Linked DNA regions of Gasterosteus aculeatus: region 1 is linked to region 2. Evidence: chromatin contacts called from public Hi-C data. All regions are on one chromosome and are shown on one strand. The core of a region is the stretch at or near the end of the contact, and the rest is flanking DNA. Distances in the headings are between cores, read along the strand shown. Region 1 has its middle 9.8 kb from the start of LOC144406097. Region 2 holds the start of mest (mesoderm specific transcript).

Evidence for each region. A called contact is a pair of places that touch in the nucleus more often than the background predicts.
Region 1: a contact with region 2 is called in a Hi-C map of blood and trunk muscle, with 5 times the contacts expected there. The contact joins the enhancer-like site here to the promoter of mest in region 2. A contact is called at or near these places in 6 of 6 Hi-C or Micro-C datasets (blood and trunk muscle, liver, skeletal muscle and 2 more).

What each region holds. Positions count from the first base shown.
Region 1 is chr4:31,379,424-31,383,928 of fGasAcu3.hap1.1, reverse strand. No RefSeq gene overlaps it. Among protein-coding and RNA genes, the nearest start is that of LOC144406097, 9.8 kb to the left of the region's middle. Within about 2 kb of position 1,673, at least 1 of the 9 cell types and tissues checked has open chromatin away from gene starts, as enhancers often do.
Region 2 is chr4:31,286,265-31,290,542 of fGasAcu3.hap1.1, reverse strand. It overlaps mest (mesoderm specific transcript), which reads left to right and starts at 2,311. Exons shown (of 12, transcript XM_040174872.2): 1 at 2,311-2,649; 2 at 2,973-3,170; 3 at 3,376-3,455; 4 at 3,539-3,616; 5 at 3,700-3,836; 6 at 3,959-4,017; 7 at 4,094-4,134; 8 at 4,226-4,278. The coding sequence starts at 3,017. It overlaps atp2b1a (ATPase plasma membrane Ca2+ transporting 1a), which reads left to right. Exons shown (of 21, transcript XM_040174868.2): 21 at 1-1,356.

The DNA.
Region 1 (4,505 bases), core at 424-2,923, 94 kb before region 2:
CGCGGGGGGGGCTTTGGCCTAAATGCAGCCCGGACAGCTCGTAGAAAACCCATCAGTGAGTGACTTCTGATGAAAACACTTGTTTGAGAGGCAATCAAGCCGATTGCGAATCGATGTAACGGGAGAGACGAGGACGCTGAGAGACCCTCCCCACCTTCCCCGCCGCATCGCTTGCTGCTGGACACGAGGCCTGCCAGCCATCCGTCGGCCAATGCCCGCATGCAGAGAGGTGCGATCACAGAGACACAGCGTGGGGGCGGGCCCGATGCACCTACGGCGGGTAAAATCTCACCGCAGAATCATCAAATTACGCCCCCCGTGTTAACAACTAAGGCCGCTTATGTAACCCAAACCAAGAGCGCGTACAAAGAAGATGACGACCAAAAAGCCGTGGAATCGATCACACTCACTCCAGTCTGCCAGTGCCAGAAATAAAAGAAGAACATTGATTTTTTTTTTTTTCTCCTTCTCTGCAGTGAAGGGTGACTCACGCGGTCCCGCCGCCTTAACGTGTTGATGTGTGAGGGGGAAAAAGGCGACTGAGCGGCAGAACGCACGCAAGCCTCCCGCACGCTATGGATGGAGGCAGAGTGCATCACCTACACATTTGAAGCCGTCAAATGAGAAAAGGGATCATTTATTCTTGTTGTATCTATCATTGCTGGTCAGACAGCAGCACACGTCTTACCCCCCCCCCCCCCTCCGGGTGGTACTTTCGCCCTGTCAAAAACTCTCTCAATTGGCTGGATCTAAATTGGTTTTGTTCTATCCTGAGACTTTGCAGCTTCTGTGAGTTCTCCCAGAAGAAATACGTCAAATTGTCGCTCTGGATCTGCGTCAAAGTCGAGTTACGGACGGCTCCTACTGCCCGGATAATCTATCACTACAAAAGCAATGTCATCTAAATCGTCAGTCCACTTAAGCAGTAAGACAATATTGAAGAATTGTCAACAAATGTGAGAAAGAGAGACAGCCCAGGGACAAGAGGACAAGACGTACATGACAGTCAGTAAACACATCTAACTGGATATTCTAATTTCCAAATTGGCCTTTTAACCTTTATTCAGCCAGAGGTCAATGATCTGAGTTCCTCGACTGGAGGTTGGAAGTTGTGGAGATTCAAACTTGTTTTTCCCGGAAAGATGGGTCCAAAAAAATAAATAAATGGAACACAGACATTACAAAAACAAATGGCGGAAGGTAGAGGTTGGTAAACACACTGGGTTGATGTGTGTTGTTGTGTAAGGAGACCCACATTAAACTCGCCCCCAATTACTGACACAACGTGTGGGTTTTGAAGCAACAGTCCTGGGAAGCCAGTCACGTCTCCTTGGCCGTGCTGCCCTCCCGTTCACACGTGTGATTGCTTTGATTTGGCCAGTAATTACTTTTTACAGCCATTCAGTTGTTAAAGTGGGGTCTCTAGAGGATCCCGTGGACACATTTTTAAACTCTGATTCCCTCCGTCTACCCATTAGATGGAAATAAAATAACAATTATTAACGTTTTCGGCGTGTCATGTAATTGGTGGTCCTCCAGCACTTTAGATGATAACAATTCACAGCTTGTGCAATAAAGTGGTGAAGTTTTGTGGCAGGCTTCAGCATTTACTTTCGTTCTTTATGACTTGGCGTGCCGCCCGTCGTAATCAGGAGCAGGTTTTTGGCTCGAAGGCCGGCTGAGTTATGTTGAGTGGATTTCAGCTGTTTACATTTTGTGTTTCCTCTGCCATTTTATCAGATTAGGTCCAAATAGCTAAGATTGTTTAGCCCACATGGTGAGCGCCGGAATGTTGCTCATGGGAAGGATCGCAGGTTAATTTACTCGCCTTACAACGCAAACGCCTCCCCGTTCAACACCAGCTAAGGTCAAACAACGCGGCTGACGTTCAAGTCTAAACATATTAAGAAACCTCACAACCGGACGGTTCTTTCGGACAAGAGATTTCCTCTCGACGTAGCAGAATGCTTCGCTCACATGTCCCACCAGCCCGTTTCCCTTGACAACCATATCTGCAGTTCATATTTATGCAAATGATATGGATCTCTGGGCCAAATGGGTACTCATAAACAAGCAACCCCTTCAACCCTCCCCTGTGTTTGTCTACCTAAAGTGGCTGTGATTACCGTTGCAGGTGGAGGCGTTAGTTTAAGTGAATGTCACAACTCATTTCCTTCTCCACATGCGCATAAAAGGTCCGTTTTCAAATGAACGCGACGGTGCACAAGGAGACTGGGTGCGCGAATCCTTTATTTCAAATTTGAGCCTATACTACTCGTCAAGAAATGGACAGAAGTGCAAGGAGACGGACTTTTGAGTACTTTTCCATCCCACACGTCGTGAAACTCCCATAGGGACTTTTCCTGAAGTCATTTCTGGTCTGTCAGTGCTAATTCTTTGTATCAACCAACCGCCCGAAACCGTTTCCACTGGTGGTTTTGTCTCTGGGCAGAACAAAAAGTATTTTCTTTCCTTCTATTTTTCCCTCATCCGTCCATCAGTGTAATTGCACTCTTTCCAGCAATAGAGAGGAGTTGTGTGATCTTGTTTTTAGATGTTTGGAACCAGTAACAGATGAGAGAAATAATCAATGATCTTATGGGATTCTGTGGATGACCTTGTATATGTTACAGGAGTACTTTGCTTTAAAAGCATTTTAATATAATTAATTGAACAACGTGTCCTTATTAGGTCTGTGGGACGGAATAAGGGATCCAGAAGGCTGTATGATACTTCCAAAGACCTCGGCGCTCACTGTGTGGTCCCGACCCTCCCATCTGCCACTGCAAGTACGCTGTGCAAACACAGCTCAGTCCCTGTGTGGACGCCATACAGCCCTGTTGAGGTGGAAGAACAAGTGGTTGTTTCGCCCTCTCTGCCGTGCGCAGCTGTGACTCACTCTTGTTACGTGCAGCAGTTGCTGTTTTTTTCCCCCCCCATCTCTCCCGGCTTTAGTTTTAAAAGTCAGTCGCTTCAATTTACCATCTAAAAGGATTTGTAAGCTGCAGCAAGGACACCTCACCTGCCAGTAGAAACAGCCTTGAGAGTGTTTTCAGTCTCCCGCTCGGCTCCGTTTGCTTTTTCTTCATCGCCTCTACCCTCATGTTCCTTCTGTATTTTCTTCACTAGTCTGAGATTTCTGTCACCCCTTCCTGTTTTTCAAAAGATCTCAGAGTCTTACTGGCATCAAATAGATCCGGGGAATGCGCTCGCTCTCGTTCTTGGGAGATGCACGAGAGCACTGTTGCATTTCGGTCACACGTGAATCTCCAGCCGGGTACAATTAGCTTAGCATGAAGGCTGGACGTTTATGTTGGGTGTTGTCAATAAGATACACAAGCAATATGATTTTTAACATGTGGCTCAATCTGCAGAGTAGGTCTTAAACGGTGGGTTGCTGAAGGTATATTTAAAAAACAGCTAAATATATTAAAATGTTAATCTTGCACAAATTGTGAAAAAAGGCAAACATTCAAGGGTGGTGGTCCCACAATTGCACCAATACTCTATTTGGCAGCAGCCTTGATTTCTGTTTTTCAATGTGTTTCTAATGCATTCAGTCTGTCACCAGGTTTTAATGCCAAGCCACTGAACTGGAAGCAGCACATTATCTCTCAATGCGCACAAATCTCATGTAAAAATACCGGATGGATGATACGGTCCAACGCGGCTGGAGTCATTCTGCACTGTTCATGCTAATTGCCCCGTGCTGGTTTTTACCCGGCATGTCCCAATAAAATCGCGGTGCACGCTATGCATGTTTGGAGGGTTAGGGGCACGGAGAGCCTTCGCCCTCGTCATGTCTGTAAACCATCTCTTCTCTGTCATTAGCCAATCTTTGTAGTCGGCCTCCTCGCCGTGCTCGCTGTAAAAAATGCTAATGAGGGCCGTGCTCTGCAATTACAAAACGCACGGAAAAACACACCTCCGTGTCACCCGATGGGGCGGCCACGAGAACCCCTGTGCTGCCCTGGACTTGAATCGATCGAACAGGCTTCACTCTGAGCTATATTAATACAAGACATTATATTATTGCCATTCACGTCTAGTCAGCAGCATTGGGTTTGGCTGTACTTTGGGTCAACTCCAACATTTATTTTTGAAATTGCATTTAGCTGATGCGGATGATTCTTATCTAAAAAAGAACGCAATGGTCTCCCTCTCACTGTGCCTTTTTAAAAAAATCTTAAACAACAACGGCATCCCGGCCCCTGGTCCATCCTACGCCTGGATGGTGTCTAAGCGCCAACAAACTTTAATACTTGTAGTACTGGTTTTAATAAATTATTGTTAAAAGTCCCTCCTGATTGAAATAAACGGATCCTAGTTAGCAGAGCAGCTAAAAAGCTAGTTTTTGAAAATTGTAGCTACAGTCGTGATTCCAAGTTTTGGCATTTTAATTTAATTTTTTTCCACTAAATTCTTGAATTTGTGGTAGATTAGAGACACACACACACACTCACACACAGACGGCCCCATGTGACAAAGGTCCTAGTCTGGAATCA
Region 2 (4,278 bases), core at 1,062-3,561:
TTTGTCCCTTTGTTTTCCACATGCAGGTAACTCCTCACAGAATAAACACTGTTACTCCTACTGCTAAACGTAGGACCAATTAAGCCTCATTCTCATCCTTCTGGGCCAGTTGGGAAAGAGTTTCTCTTTCTAGATGCTTGATAAATATGGACCCTGGTCATATTGGTGCATTTCATTTCTGTTCTGGTTTCTCTCAGTAAAACGTTAGCCCCTTGCCAATGTACAATATTGACATTTGTTTACTCAGGCAGAGAAAAAGTATTTAATTTAAAAAGGAATCTAAAAAGAAAGAACCTTTTAACTTCAGACTTTGTGTATATAGATAGTCAATTATTGTCTTGGTGAAAAAAAAAAAAAAGCAATTGAATTATTTTCATATTCCATTCAATCGTTTAAGATCATGCCTTAGGGAATACTTCATTTTACTCCTAAGTTCTAGTTTGACACTTTTTAGAAATCAAAAACCTGGGGGGGAAATAGGCTTTTTTTTTCCAACCCTGTCCATAAGACTTCTTTCATCATGGATAAATGTTGCTGCATTTGATTTGTTTGTAAAATATTTTTGACACCTGATGTACTGGAAACGCTAAAGAATTGGACATTTTTCAAGAATAAAGACTAGGCATACACTGGTATCTATCTGCACAGGGTACTTTATTTCAGAGCGTTCCTTGGGAAAGAATAATTTTGATACAAATCATAAAATAAAGTGTACCTTTGTATTTTTATGACAATACTGATGATACCTTTTCATCGTACTAAACCGATTTTGGATGATTTGACACCAATTACGTTATATGGGGGGTGGGGTGGGGGGGTTGTTTGGCCACTAAAATGTGTGTTCCTGGAATATTCATCTCAGGGTGCAAATGGCGTGAAAAGCGATCAAGCCTCCCTCAGTCTGTATGTTGTCACACTTAATGAAACGCTTGGGATGGCTTGGGCAGCAGGCTGCACATTATTCCTGCAGCCTTTTGGCCGTGGACGGGGAGATGGGGGGGGGGGGGGGGGGGGGGGGGTTGGAGATGTAAAAACCAAAACGTCCTGCGAGGAAATACTTTGTTTTACAGATGACAAAACAGCAGCTACGATTTGCATACAAAGTTGAGATAATTGAAAAGACGAGCGGAATCCATATGAGGCGTTTGTTCTGTAGCTTCTTCCTGTAATGGGGATGAATGTTTTTCCATCTGTTTTATGGATTTTTTTTTTTTTATCTTTTAACATTTGGAAATAAAAAGTACTTCATGTCTGTTTATCTTGAGCATTTTAAATGGATATCGTGATTGGATTTACATTTGAAACTTGTTGAGTAATGTGTATGGTTTTTAAAAATAAAAAATGTATTTAGCCTAACTGCAGGGCTATGGTTTTCATTTACCATGCAGTACTTATTGATTTATACATTACAGGTGGGCAAAGATATTGCAAGAAATCTAAATCCTGAGTGAGGAAGATTGTCTTGCAAGAAAGCGTATTTTTACGCATAACTGCACAATTTCCAAATGTATCTTAACCATTAGCTATGTAAAACACTACTCAAATAATTGTTAATACACATTAAAAACCTGTAAATGCATGTTATAGCAGTACCAATAACGTTTGGATTCAGAGCTCGCTGGCAGTGAGTATTGCACAATGCAGCCTTTGAACGGAGTGTTTGACCCAGTTATTTTCTGTCTCTGCAGAGGTGAGTCAGGTAAAGAACTGGAAATGCACGCTTAAATATTAAACCCATCCTCAGTCGCCTCCACCGCACAAGGAACCTTATATGTGTAAGTCTCTGGAACTACGGCTATATTTTTGTGTCCAAACTTTTGACTGGCACTGTACGTGTTTTTATTCCAATTAAATTATTTAAGTTAAGCGATTGGATGAGTGCAGTACCATGACCCATCCACTAGGTGGAGGCAGAGTGTGTGACCGGCTGGTACATGCTGGAGGAAGACGCTCCATCCAATGCAAATACAAATGGCTGGAATCATCTCAAATGTTTGTGTGTAAGATCTTTTCATTTTTCTTCTTAATAGGCTGCTGGTTCTGTGAGTTTTGGTTGGGGAGTGATGTGATTTATACAGTTTGAAATGTGTAGTCTCAGCTTTTACCATGACAATAGTTTGTACAGGTTAAGTATGGCAATACAGCAGGTTGAATAAAGTATTAGTATATCATGTCAATAAGGTGAAATATATATTATAGCTTGTTGAATAAAGGTTATTTTATAACATGTTGAGAAAAGTAAAAAATTGTAATTAACTAAGATCCTCGCTTAATAATATGCCCATGTCATGTCACGACCACATCGGCAGAGGGCGCTGGTGTCCTCTTTCAGCCTCTTAACAAAGATCGTGCACTGCTGAGATGAGTCACTCCCTCTTTGCTTCTTGGCATCTGAAAAACGGCCTGCGCCAAGTACCCTGAAATGATTTCTCCGTGTGGGCAGAGATTATAACCTAATGTCTCCTTGTCCTGGCGGATAAATCTCCATAAACGCGAGTTTAGGAACCCGGAAGTGACCACAGAGTGAGGCGTCCGCGCTCTTCTCCTCCCTCCCTCGTTCCCTTTCGGCTCCGCATTGTGTTCCTCCCGCAGCAATGGACTCTAAACACTGGCCGAAGGTCCGCTGAACCACGAAGTCGCGACATTTCTGTAAGTAAGAATGATACAAAGTATATAATGAGACAAAAAAACACAACCTACAGTAGAACCGGCGTAATCGAAGGATTAAAGCTGCGTTTGCCATTCGCGAGTTGGACGGTATCGACCCTCTCCTTGAGATCGCTCGGTTTGGAGCTAATTTGAATCCTCAATTGACAGCTGAGCGCCGATGCGCATCCGATTATCATGCCGCATTGCTCTCATCTGTGCACGTTTCTTTTCTTCTTCTTTTTGCGCCTCCACGTTACGCCGCCGTGTGGCTGTTGCTGTGCTTTTATCTCTTGTCTTTGCTCGTGACCTCCGTCCTCCTCCAGAGGCAATAAGGAATGAGACCCTCCCCCCGCCGCTGAGCAACAAGATGAGAGAGTGGTGGGTTCATGTGGGTCTGATCTGCATCCCGCTGGTGGCCGTCTACCTCCACATCCCTCCCCCTCAGCTGTCCCCGTCCCTGCAGAAGTGGCACAACGCCGGGGAGGCGTTTCACTTCAGAGGCAGGGACATCTTCTACAGAGGTAGGAGGACCTCCATGGACGCTATAGGTGCTGCTGCATCACATCCCACGTCAACTGACACCAGTGCAGATTCACGGTGGATCGTTATCACTTATTCAATGACACGATGCCACCAAAGCCCTCAGTCCAGACCCCAATGGGGAAAAGAGCAACCCCACGCGTGCCCGTCACGGTTTTTGTTTTCTCTTTCCTCCTCAAAACCCAGATTCCTACGGCGCTCTGGGAAGCTCCGATGTCGTCATTCTGCTCCACGGCTTCCCCACCTCCAGCTTCGACTGGAACAAGGTGTCCACCGCACGCGCTCAGCAGCCAAGTAACAGGTCGCCCGCAAGTCTGACCGAGTGACCAAGTTTCTGTCTTCTACTCAGATCTGGGAGCCGCTCACTCAGCGCTTCCATCGGGTCGTTGCGCTGGACTTCCTGGGTTTTGGCTTCAGTGACAAGCCAGTGAGTGCATTTTTTTTGTGCGCTTCTACTTCCTGCATGGTTCCCTCTTCCTCTCGCTGCTCTTAACTCTTTTCTCATCCCAGCGACCCCACCGGTACTCCATCTTCGAGCAGGCCAGTGTGGTGGAGGCCCTGGTGGCTCACTTGGGTCTGAGCAACCAGCGAGTGAATCTGGTCTCCCATGACTACGGAGACACTGTGGCGCTGGAGTTGCTCTACAGGTATTTATATGTGTGTGTGTGTGTGTGTGTGTGACTATATTCAGGTTGACGTTATAGAAAACAGTATCCATGACACTTTCCCCTCCTCCCATCTGCTGTTTGTCTCTTTTCCTCACGAACAGAAGCGACCAGAACCGCTCCGGTCACCTGATCATCAACAGCCTGTGTCTCTCTAATGGAGGTACGGCGCCGCCCGTTGGTTTTGGGGGTCAAGTTGTAGATGGCGGGTCAGTGCTGATTCTTTTATTCCCAAACAGGATTATTCCCGGAAACGCATTACCCGCGTCTGCTGCAGACGGTGAGCGCGTGTACTGTTTATCTTATAAGAAACAAAGTTATATTGTCTGTCAAAGTTCTCATTGACACCTTTTTTGTTCTGCCGTCAAAAGCTTCTGAAGGACTCTAGTTTTCTGGCTCCAGTTCTGACGCGGCTCACCAACTA